Regions from separate parts of the Mus musculus genome. Here regions 1 and 2 are each linked to region 3. A link is a contact called in public Hi-C and promoter capture Hi-C data. All regions are on one chromosome and are shown on one strand. The core of a region is the stretch at or near the end of the contact, and the rest is flanking DNA. Distances in the headings are between cores, read along the strand shown.

Evidence for each region. Promoter capture Hi-C pulls out the DNA fragments that hold promoters and counts their contacts. Hi-C and Micro-C count contacts between places; a contact is called where the count stands out from the background.
Region 1: a contact with region 3 is called in a Hi-C map of embryonic stem cells, with 4 times the contacts expected there. The contact joins the enhancer-like site here to the promoter of Foxd2 in region 3. A contact is called at or near these places in 10 of 39 promoter capture datasets (cranial neural crest, embryonic stem cells, epiblast stem cells and 5 more), 1 of 15 datasets of contacts at CTCF or cohesin (stem cell-derived epiblast-like cells), 17 of 484 Hi-C or Micro-C datasets (B cells, embryonic cerebral cortex, embryonic stem cells and 4 more) and 5 of 115 datasets of contacts at active chromatin or transcription factors (embryonic hindbrain and embryonic stem cells).
Region 2: a contact with region 3 is called in a promoter capture Hi-C map of pre-B cells, with 2.6 times the contacts expected there. The contact joins the promoter of Pik3r3 here to the promoter of Foxd2 in region 3. A contact is called at or near these places in 2 of 39 promoter capture datasets (pre-B cells and second pharyngeal arch cranial neural crest).

The regions. Positions count from the first base shown.
Region 1 is chr4:115,953,429-115,956,662 of GRCm38.p6, reverse strand. No RefSeq gene overlaps it. Among named protein-coding and RNA genes, the nearest start is that of Dmbx1, 15 kb to the right of the region's middle. Within about 2 kb of position 1,787, at least 6 of the 459 cell types and tissues checked have an H3K27ac peak or open chromatin away from gene starts, as enhancers often do. A contact at or near this core is called in embryonic stem cells and epiblasts, where this site is marked.
Region 2 is chr4:116,220,256-116,223,840 of GRCm38.p6, reverse strand. Pik3r3 (phosphoinositide-3-kinase regulatory subunit 3) reads right to left here and starts at 2,233. Exons shown (of 10, transcript NM_181585.6): 1 at 1,428-2,233. The coding sequence starts at 1,533.
Region 3 is chr4:114,907,536-114,911,001 of GRCm38.p6, reverse strand. It overlaps Foxd2 (forkhead box D2), which reads left to right and starts at 2,104. Exons shown (of 1, transcript NM_008593.3): 1 at 2,104-3,466. The coding sequence starts at 2,181. It overlaps Foxd2os (forkhead box D2, opposite strand), which reads right to left and starts at 1,745. Exons shown (of 4, transcript NR_030721.2): 1 at 1,344-1,745.

The DNA.
Region 1 (3,234 bases), core at 538-3,037, 1.0 Mb before region 3:
AAAGACAGATGTACGTAGAAGTATACAACACACACATGCACACATGCACACATGCACACATGCACAAATGCACAAGCACTAGCTATGTTGCAAGGTCTGAGTTTAATCCCAATTACTACAAAAAAAGAAGAAAGAAAGAAAGAAAGAAAGAAAGGAAGGAAGAAAGAAAGAGAAAAAGAAAAAAGAAAAAAAAACAAACAAACAACAGCACAGAAAAGAAAGCTTGGGCACCATGTGCCCTGCAGTGCTCTAAGCGGCTCACAGGTGGTGACTTGTTTAATTACTAAGCCCCTTACAGTGACTTGTTTAATTACTAAGCCCCTTACAGTAGCTAATACCATATCCATGCTAAAGGTGATGATGCTACAGGCTCAGAAGATAATACAGCTAGGAACCATAGGAACTCTCAGGGCTAAGATCTTCATCAGACATCAGATGGTGATGATAGTGATGATAGAACTGGCTGGCTGGGTAGAGCAATGGTGAGCACTGTGTACAAGCAGAAACAGGGTTGGGTTGCAGGGATTAGGGATGCCCATGAGGGTGGCTTGGGTGGCGGTCGGTGGCATTAAAGGAGGAGGTGAAGGTGATGGTGGTATGCAAGGCATAAGAACAACATTCACTGTCACCTATAATCCCAGCACCTGGGAGGCTGAGCCAGGAGTATTTTGAGTTTGAGGCCAGGTTGGGTTGCCTAGTGAAACTCTGGGGAAAGAAAAGAAAAGAAAGGAAAGGAAAGAAAAGAAAGGAAAGGAAAGGAAAGGAAAGGAAAGGAAAGGAAAGGAAAGGAAAGGAAAGGAAAAGGAAAGGAAAAGAAAAGAAAAGAAAAGAAATGAAAAAAAAGAAAAAAACCCAAAACCCTGAAAAACACGTAGTGGCTGAGCTCAGCTTTTTGGTTGGAGGATCACACTCTTCCAGGTTTTTTAGGCCTCTGGGAGGACTGATTTTCAGTAAGACTGAAGTCAAGGAGGGAGCAAAAATATCTTGTTCTATTGATCAACTAGGATCTTTGGGTCCCGGGTAGTGAAAAGGACAGAGGGAGGCAGACAGTGCTGCAGGGGCAGCTGGAGCTTGCCTTGCCCGGTTTCTTCCTGCTTCTCCTGGCCTTTGTCACTCTCTAAGCCCAGTATGTCTGCTCCTAAGAGTGGTCCCCACTAACGGTGCAGACAATGCCATAGGTAAGCCACCCATCCCATTATGGAACTCTGCTGGCCTTGTCTGCCCAGCGCAGGCCTGCCTGCTTCTTTCTGGCTGCTGCACTGAGCAGCAGTCTTAATAGAGAATCCGCCTCTGCGCTGCGGCTCCCCGCCCGCCCGCCCATCCCTATTATCGGCACCATCAACGGCGGCAAATGACACTCTCGGAATCTTGACTCCAATCTGATGCCTGGTCCCCGGGGCCGAGGAGAGGCGCAGGCCAGCTAGGCTGGGGGGCTGGGGAGGGGGTGTGCAGTAATAGGATGTGGCCGAGGATAGTCTATTAGCATTGCTGGAAATGTTGATGAGCCCCCTTTCTGGCCCCTTGTCGTCCCATCCTCGCTCAGCCAGACACTGAGGAGGCCTTGGTGGGGGTGGGGGGAATAGTTTGTGGGGCTGGGGCTGGGGTCCAGATATCAAGCTCCCTTGGGGACCATAGACCTTAGAGGAAGGTCAAGAAAATAGTTTATTTAGCCTTTTAGCCTTCTGACCACTGATCTGGGAGGAAGAGGGAGTGGGGTCCTTTCTAGCAGGGAGCACGTGATTTTTCCATTTCCAAAACAATGGGTCCTGGGGCTTCAGGTCTGGAAGGAGCCCCAAGGAGCAGTCCTCCCACCCACTCTCCCTTTTCCGGCCTCTTGAAAGTAAGCTGTTCAGTTCCTCCCTGGGATGCTTGCTAAGTGTTTCCTCTTTGGGAGTTCTGATTGGCTTTTCTCAGTATCAGCATCCTGAGATGCCTAGAGGTCACCTACCCACAAGACAGCTTCCCTGGGTTTGGAGAGGAAGTTAGGTCTCAAGCCTGTTTTCCTGGGCTACCTCAGTTCCTCATGGCTGCAGATCTGTTGGCCTGTGTGTAATGTGTTTATGGAAGGGTAGTAAAAGGCTGAGCCCAACCACAAGGTACAGAAGAGGCAGGGGAGATAGTGGGTAGAACCCCGGATGCATGAATGCAGAATAGTCGGATTCTAACCCAGTCCAGTTGCTTTGAGACCCTAGGAGAGCTACACACTGTCATCCTAAGTGCTTCTCCTTGCCCTGCCCTCTCTTCAACTGTCCTTTTTAGGATGATGAGCTAGGAGAGGTGGCACACACCCATATCCCAGTACCTGGGTTAGAACCACCAGGAGTTCAAGGTCATTATCAGCTACATAGTGAGTTCAAGGCCAGCCCAGGCTCCATGAGCCCTTGTCAAACAAACAAACAAACAAGCAAACAAACAAACAAAACTGGACCCCAAATTTGAAGAGAAAACGAAGCCCCTCAGGAGACTGAGGAGTTCTAATAGCTCATTGCTTTGGGAAGCCATGCATTTGGGGCTCGATGATATACAATAGAGTCAAGTTAACACCTCTCTTCTGTCCATGAAAACAGCTTGAAGGGGATGGGAGAAAATGAAGCAAAATGTAGAATGTGGTGTTGGGCCTGGCTCTATGGGACAGGCAAATGGGTGAGAGGGTAGAAGGCCTATCCTGTCTGGCTCTGTCCTATCCTGAAGGGTGTCTGACAAGTTGGAAGCCAGAGCACCTAGGCCAGCAAGACTGAACTTCTTAAAGCCCAGCTTTGCCAGAAGAAGAAGAGGTTGGACTAGCTGATCCAGGAAGGGGAAGAAAGAGCCATAGCCAGCTCTCCCCTCCCCCAAGCCTGGGCTTCTAAGCATCACGCCGAACTCAATCTGTTCTGCCCACTGCTTCCACCATGCCCCAGAGTCCAGAGGCCACAGACGGTCAAGCTGTTTGCCTCTGCTGAGTGGCTGCCCTCGGTGCCCCCAGCAGGGGCCTGGCCATCAGTCACAGGGCTGGCAGTCCTCAGGGCTGGACATAGAGCCTTATGGGCAGGGATAGATGTAGACTGTGGGTAGAAGGCAGCAGGGGGCACGGTCTCCTGGGCCCCCTTGGTGGCCTCTGTTCCCTTTGCAGCCCCCCTGCCCCTGCTTCTTTCTTCCTCTCTTCACTTGTGCCCGCCCATCTTGCCTTTCCCCACCTCCCAGCACCTGCCAGCCTCACCTGTCTGGTTCAGCACGCTCTTCTCTCTGTGTCCC
Region 2 (3,585 bases), core at 984-3,483, 1.3 Mb before region 3:
AGCTTCGTGTGGATCACACCACAATCACAAAAGTAAACGGAGACAGTACTAAGACAAAGGAAAAGAGAAAAACTCTTGGTGGTCACTAGGAGTTTTCCGAAAAGGGTCATTCAATACTGTTATTACTTTCTAATTTCCGAAAAGGGTCATTCAATACTGTTATTACTTTCTAAGGCACCATTTAACACTATCACTAATTTTTAAAGAAGATAATTTGCCACTCACAAGGATGCAAAAATAATTGCTACTACCTTCTACAAGACATTTATACTCCATTATACTTGCATGGACTCCATTCCTTTCAAATGTTTCCAAAAATATATAGTCTTATAAAAAGCAAGGTTCTCTAATGAGAAACACTTTATTCTGTAGGTTAACTATAACACAGTTTAAAAGGCAACCAATTTATCCTCAATTAAAAACAAAGAATCACAAAGGCCCTCTGCTTATTTAAAATCATTACATAAAGCACCATCTATAAATGCAAAGAGGGTTTGAATATCTGACAGCTATAATAACCATAAAATGAGGCACACTTTAAAGAACAAAAAAACTTTGTTTTGTTTTGTTTTCTCCTTCACTGTGAGAAACACAAAATAACTCTAGTGGCCTCAAAGTCCTCAAATAAAAATATATTTATATGTACAATTCACATGTACATATATAGAAACCTATCACAGATATGTATATATCCCATTCACGGGAAAGAGAAAGATTCTTTATTTTTAAGAGTCGAAATTATATCAATTCTACCCCCCAAATTAAGTTAAATCACCATAAATTAATTAACGAGTAGTAAAATACTACATGCAGACCTAAGAAACTATATGCATAGGAGAAAAAAAGCCTCAGACTAAGGCCATGAATGAATAAGAACGCACAATCCCTGAAAATCACTAACCGGCATTTGGTTTCTATGAGAGAAGCACGGAGTCTCAAAATGAATAATCACAAAGGCAACTCAGTTTCTAAAGTTAACCAAGGTAAAATAACAACGAACCATAGCAGATAACTGCACTAAAGTATAAGCTTTAAGGAATCGCCACAAAGGGAAATTCTTCAAGCATGGATTATAATACATCCCTTGCCAGCAGAAATCTTGATTAAAAAAAAAAAAAAAAGTGGAGGGCCGTCAAAACCCTGAATGACATGCAAAGGCCAAACCAAAACGGGTCTTTCCTCCCACTCCAGTCCCCCCGCCCCCACCCCCTCAGGACAATGGGATCAGGGTCCTAACTGCAAACTTTAAAGGTGTAAGCCAGAGCAGTTTTACTGCAGCTATAACTGCAATCTACCCCTCATCCCGAACCTGGCGCACCCAAGAATACTTCTGGCCTGAAAACGTCACCGGGGTTTTGTTAAGCACAAATCAGACCCATCCAAAAATTTTAAAAAATAATAAAAATAACAAGTTTGCTCTCAAATACCTGGAGGATCCATTTCAATATAAAATATCAGTTCTGTCGAATAGGGCATCATCACCTCCCTCCAGTCTGCGTCATCGCGGTCCATACTCCACACCGTATTGTACATCGCGCTGTCAGGGGCAGGTCGTCGGGAAATATATAAAAAGCATATATATCTTTTATCTGATATTTAAAATCTAAATATATATTTGCAAAAGTTCCACACGGAAATGTACTTGGGGGTTTCCAACGGCCAGTACAAGTCCAGCCAAACTACTAGGATGAGGACAAGGTCCTCCTCTTCTCTCCTCCTAAAGCACCCAACAAAATACCCCGAACTTTCAAGCTACGGGGTTTTTACCTCAGAGGGTTACAGGGAAGCTCGGAAAGCAAAGAGCAGTGGTGTTAAAAAGCAGCTTCCCGAAAATCCTTCCTACACAATCGCTCTCCAAAGGGAAAAGCTCCCACCGCCTCCTAATCTTTCAGCGGAAGCCACTTTTGTGTCCTTCGGAGAAGAGAGAATGGAGAGGAAGGGGGAAAAAAGAACGCGTTGGGAGAAAGCTGGGGAAGTGACAAAGGCTTGAAAAGGGGGTTTGCGTTCAAGTTTCGGGGTCCCACTGGTCTGCGGAGAGCGATTCCCTCTGGGATTGGGACTCGGGCTCTATTCGCGTCAGGCTGGGAACCCAAGCTTCCGCAGCTTCGGGATGGCGACCCCTTGGAGAGTCCAGTCAGCTCGACTGTGCCCGAGTAGTAAAGGTAACCACGACAGCGCCGGCTCCCCTCACGCTCTGCCCTGGCTCCAACCACTAGAGTTTCATTTTAACTGCGCTGAGGGGACCTCCTCCCCCGCCCTCCCCCCTTGCCACCCCCGCTGAGGCGCCAACCAACCGGGCAGGACAGGAGGAAGAGCCGGTAGCTCGACTGTCCTTTCCACTCCTTTGCACCTTAACTGCAAAGATTGTCAAGTGCCTAAGAAATGAAGACTGCCACCACCCTCCGCTTCGACTTTTAACTCTCCCCGTCAGCCTGCGAGACTCGACACTTTAATCAGACTTTGCCATTACCCCCTAGCCTCGCTCAGAATGGTACAGTCCGGGCGCTGGCCGCTCGCCAGGAGTCGGAGCCGGGCGCACGCGAGCTCCTCCAAGAGTGGGGGGCGGATGGTGATTGGCTGAGCCCGGTTGCCGGAGCCCGAGCCTGCGTCTTTTGTCTGCCCTGCTCCAGCTGAGGAGCGGAGACGGCTGCGCGCCCCAAGCGAGCCAATCAGGAGATAGCCGGCGCCGGCCGGTAAGGCGGCGATTGGTCGGACCTCAGTTACTAAGCGGGACAAAGGCAGAGGGGAAAAGAAAAGAGGAGGAAGAAGAGGGGGTGTGGAGAAAGAAAGAAGGCGCAAACGGCGGTTACTGACAGGCTGGGCGAGCGCTCGGGGGCTCAAGCTGCCCGGAGACTGGCGGGGCTTCCCGCTGTGGCTCGGTCCTCCCGGACGAGTGACGAGGGGGAGAACGGGCTGGCGCGAGACTCTTCTGCCTGGAGACTAGCTGCGGGGGGAGGGGAGCGGCGGCAGCGGGGCGTGCTGTCACTTGGCGGGGCGCACACTCTTCTGCTCCATTGGAAGTCTCTGGGCAGAGTTCCTCCTCACAAACCTCTTCACCTTGCTGCGTTCGCCCTCCCCTACCCCGGTGTTAAATCATCAGATACAGCAAAGGTCGCCAAGCCCACTTGCAGGACTCTCTGTCCAGACAAGATCCCCATCGTCCCCCACCCCACCCCCCCCACACACACACTCCCTGAGGGTACCTGAACCTTGAATGTTCCTTGGGGAGTCATCCCCCCCCCCCCCCGCTACTCCGCTTCACACTGAAGGACTTTAGAACCCATAGTTACGCTCAAGCAAAGAGTGAGGCATCTCATCGAGCCCTCCAGTTCTAGTACTCAAATCAGAAAATAAAGAAATAAGAATTAAATAGATTTTTTAAATTACAGTGTCTGTGTGTTTTCTGTGGTAAGTCACAGGTGTTGCATTCCCCTACCAAAAAGGCGCTTTTCTGTTTCCCACTTCCTAACACACAGGTCCCTCCTTCCAAGCTTAAAGTTCTGAGACTTGCTTCAGAAAAAATGCTGAACATTTTCATGCATTTCAGAAACAGCTAATTAACTTGCTGGGGAACCCTGAATAGCT
Region 3 (3,466 bases), core at 855-3,354:
TCCAGAGGGGGCTTGGAGAATCCCTGCCTTCATCAATGAAGGTTGCAGTTAGATAAAGGGGTTCACCCATCCTTACATTTTGCTTACATTCAGCAAATTTCCTCCTCACTGCCTTACTCCCAGTTTATCCTCCACATACCCTCCATGCGCGCACATGCGCGCACACACACACACACACACACATTTCAGCACATGGTTTAGAGATGTTACTGTAGATGGTACTACAAGGTGGGAGACCACATTTTCCCTGACCACCTTCCCTCCCAGAGAATAGGGCACCCAGAGTCTACGCAATCAGTGGCCTTCGATGGCTACCTTTACATATTGGTCACACGGTAAATTCATCTTACTTTATTTACTTACTTGATTCTGAGTCAGGGTCTCATCTGAAGCTCAGGCTGGCCTAGAACTTGAAGCAAACCTCCCGCCTCAGCATTCTGAATGCTGAAGTTACTTAAGCAAGGGCTAACCATCGTGTCAGGCTTGAGGTAGGTGTTTTAAATTTTATTTTAGAGGAAGAGTCAGGCAAAAAGATTAAAATTAGCCAGGTGAGACAGCTGGAAACTGGTGAAACCAAAATTGGGATCCCAGCAGTTTAAGTCCCCCGGTCCTGCTCTTAATCCTGCGGTGCACACCAGGAAAGTAGGGCCCTGAAAGGAAGTTACCTAAGGAGGGTCACAGAGCGCTGGGAGTGCACAGCAGGTATTGAGGCCCCCTATGCTGGAGCCTTGGCCACTGTGAGGCGCTGTTGAGGCAACAGCCAGCCTCTGTCCAGTTCTTACCTTCTCCCAATCCCTTCCAGCCCCAAGAGGTTGAAATGGGCTCAGTATAAACCTGAGCAACTTGTTTCTGGGTCCTAGAGGAAGAGTAGGGAAGAGGGATAAAGATGGGCAAAAGAATCTGGCTAGCAGAAAAAGCATACTGGACCAACCTTCTGTGGAGAAAGTCCCCAGATAAAAGGGCAACACTGGCCCAGGGATGAGGTTAAGTTTCTTCGGGGGGACATCTCCGTGAGAGTTCTGTTGTAAGAGTCTCTAAATCCGGAAATTAAGAGCGGGATTGTTAGACTTAGGAACAAACATCCAGGAAAACTCAGTTTCCGCAGGATATGCACGGGGGTCAAGAGAGACAATTATAAAGATTGAGATGCTGAGACAAAAAAAAAAAAAAAAAAAAAAAAATCAATCCTGCAAACCCAAGCTAAGGACCTGTGGGTGTGCGGAGAATGCGGCGAATGCGGAGACGAATCACTAAGAGGAGTGAGAGCAGACGGTCTTCCTGGGGACAGTGGCAGGGCCAGGGCCTTGGAGGGGAAAGAGAGGACCACCGCAGACATTTCTCACCTATCTGAGTAGGATCTTCCGGCGCCCGAGTTTGTTCCTCTGGATCACTCTCTTCACTTGTCCTCCAGAACTCCCTTAGCCTCCAGTAGGTCCTTGTCCGCGGCGTCGGTCTGGCCATCTCGGCTCACTGGCGATCCATCCGCGCTTCGGCCCGGGTGGCCCGGGCGCCGCCTTGGGGAGATGAGGAGAGGAGGTTTGTAGCCACTGCCACCACCAGATGCAGCTGCGCCGGCATAAGCTTTGACTTCCAGTAACTGAGCGCACTGAAGGTGGTGGTGGCTCCAGGGAGCCACGGGGTTGCGGGAGCTGCGAGGAGAAGGATGACCCGCCTCCAGCCAAGCGAGCCTAGCTCCCGCCACCGCGGCAGTTTGTTCCCGCCGGGCCCGGGAGCAGAGGACCTCTGCCCGCCCCCTTCCTTCCCCGCCCCACCCTGCCCAGAGAGCTCCGCCCCGGGCCCACAGTTCTTCCGCCTTAGGCTGCCACCAGGCGGGAGGGACTAATCTCCTGAAGCCCCACTTATGTGTCTAGGGGCCCAGAAGCCCAGATTCGACCGAGTAACGGGCTGCTTTACTGCTCTTCTCCAGTGCCTGGTTTTCTAGTCCCGGGGCAGCACCGGTTGGGTGCGCCCTGCAGGGTGAAAGTCCTAGAGTTTCAACACCAGGGGGCGCTGAGGAGCTAGGGGACATCCCCTCCCTGTCCTCCGCCCCCTCCCCGCCCGCGCGCAAAACACACTGGTCGGAGAGGCAGCACGGCGGAGCCGGAGCCGCGGGCCGAGCGGAGCCGGAGAGCGGCGGCGGAGGAGGCGGCGGAGGAGGCGGCGGCGGCGGCGGCGGCACCATGACCCTGGGCAGCTGCTGCTGCGAGATCATGTCCTCCGAGAGCTCCCCGGCCGCGCTGTCTGAGCCCGACGCAGACATAGACGTGGTGGGCGGCGGCAGCGGTGGGGGGGAGCTCACAGCCCGCTCCGGGCCCCGCGCCCCTCGGGACGTGCTCCCTCACGGCCACGAGCCTCCCCCGGAGGAAGCCGAGGCGGACGTGGCTGAGGACGAGGAAGAGTCGGGAGGTTGCTCTGACTGCGAGCCCCGCGCTCTAGCGCCCCGGGGGGCGGCGGCCGCAGCGGGAAGCCCGGGGCCCGGCGTGCAGGCAGCCCGAGGCGCAACGGGGCCGGGGCCGGGACCCGGGCCGCCGTCGGGGGGCGCGGCGACACGGAGCCCTCTGGTGAAACCACCTTATTCGTACATCGCCCTCATCACCATGGCCATCCTGCAGAGCCCCAAGAAGCGCCTGACGCTGAGCGAGATCTGCGAGTTCATCAGCGGCCGCTTCCCCTACTACCGGGAGAAGTTCCCTGCCTGGCAGAATAGCATCCGCCACAACCTCTCCCTCAACGACTGCTTCGTTAAGATCCCCCGCGAGCCGGGCAACCCGGGCAAGGGCAACTACTGGACGCTCGACCCGGAGTCGGCCGACATGTTCGACAACGGCAGTTTCCTGCGGCGCCGCAAGCGCTTCAAGCGGCAGCCTCTGCCGCCACCGCATCCACACCCGCATCCTCACCCGGAGCTGCTGTTGCGTGGCGGGGCTGCCGCGGCCGGGGACCCTGGCGCCTTCCTCTCGAGCTTCGCCGCTTACGGCGCTTACGGCTACGGCTACGGGCTGGCGCTCCCGGCCTACGGTGCACCTCCACCGGGCCCGGCCCCACACCCGCATCCGCACCCGCACGCCTTCGCCTTCGCCGCCACCGCGCCTTGCCAGCTGTCAGTTCCCCCGGGCCGCGCCGCGGCGCCTCCTCCCGGACCTCCGACGGCCTCGGTCTTCGCAAGCGCGGCCTCGGCGCCGGCCCCTGCGCCTGCCCCGGGATCTGGCCCGAGCCCCGCAGGGCTGCCTGCCTTCCTAGGCGCAGAGCTGGGTTGCGCCAAGGCTTTCTACCCCGCGTCCTTGAGTCCCCCCGCAGCTGGCACAGCGGCTAGCCTGTCCACTGCACTCCTGCGTCAGGGCCTCAAGACGGACGCCGGCGGTGGTGCGGGTGGCGGGGGCGCGGGGACAGGCCAGAGGCCTTCCTTTTCTATAGACCACATCATGGGCCACGGTGGTGGCGGGGCCGCACCCCCGGGCAGCGGCGA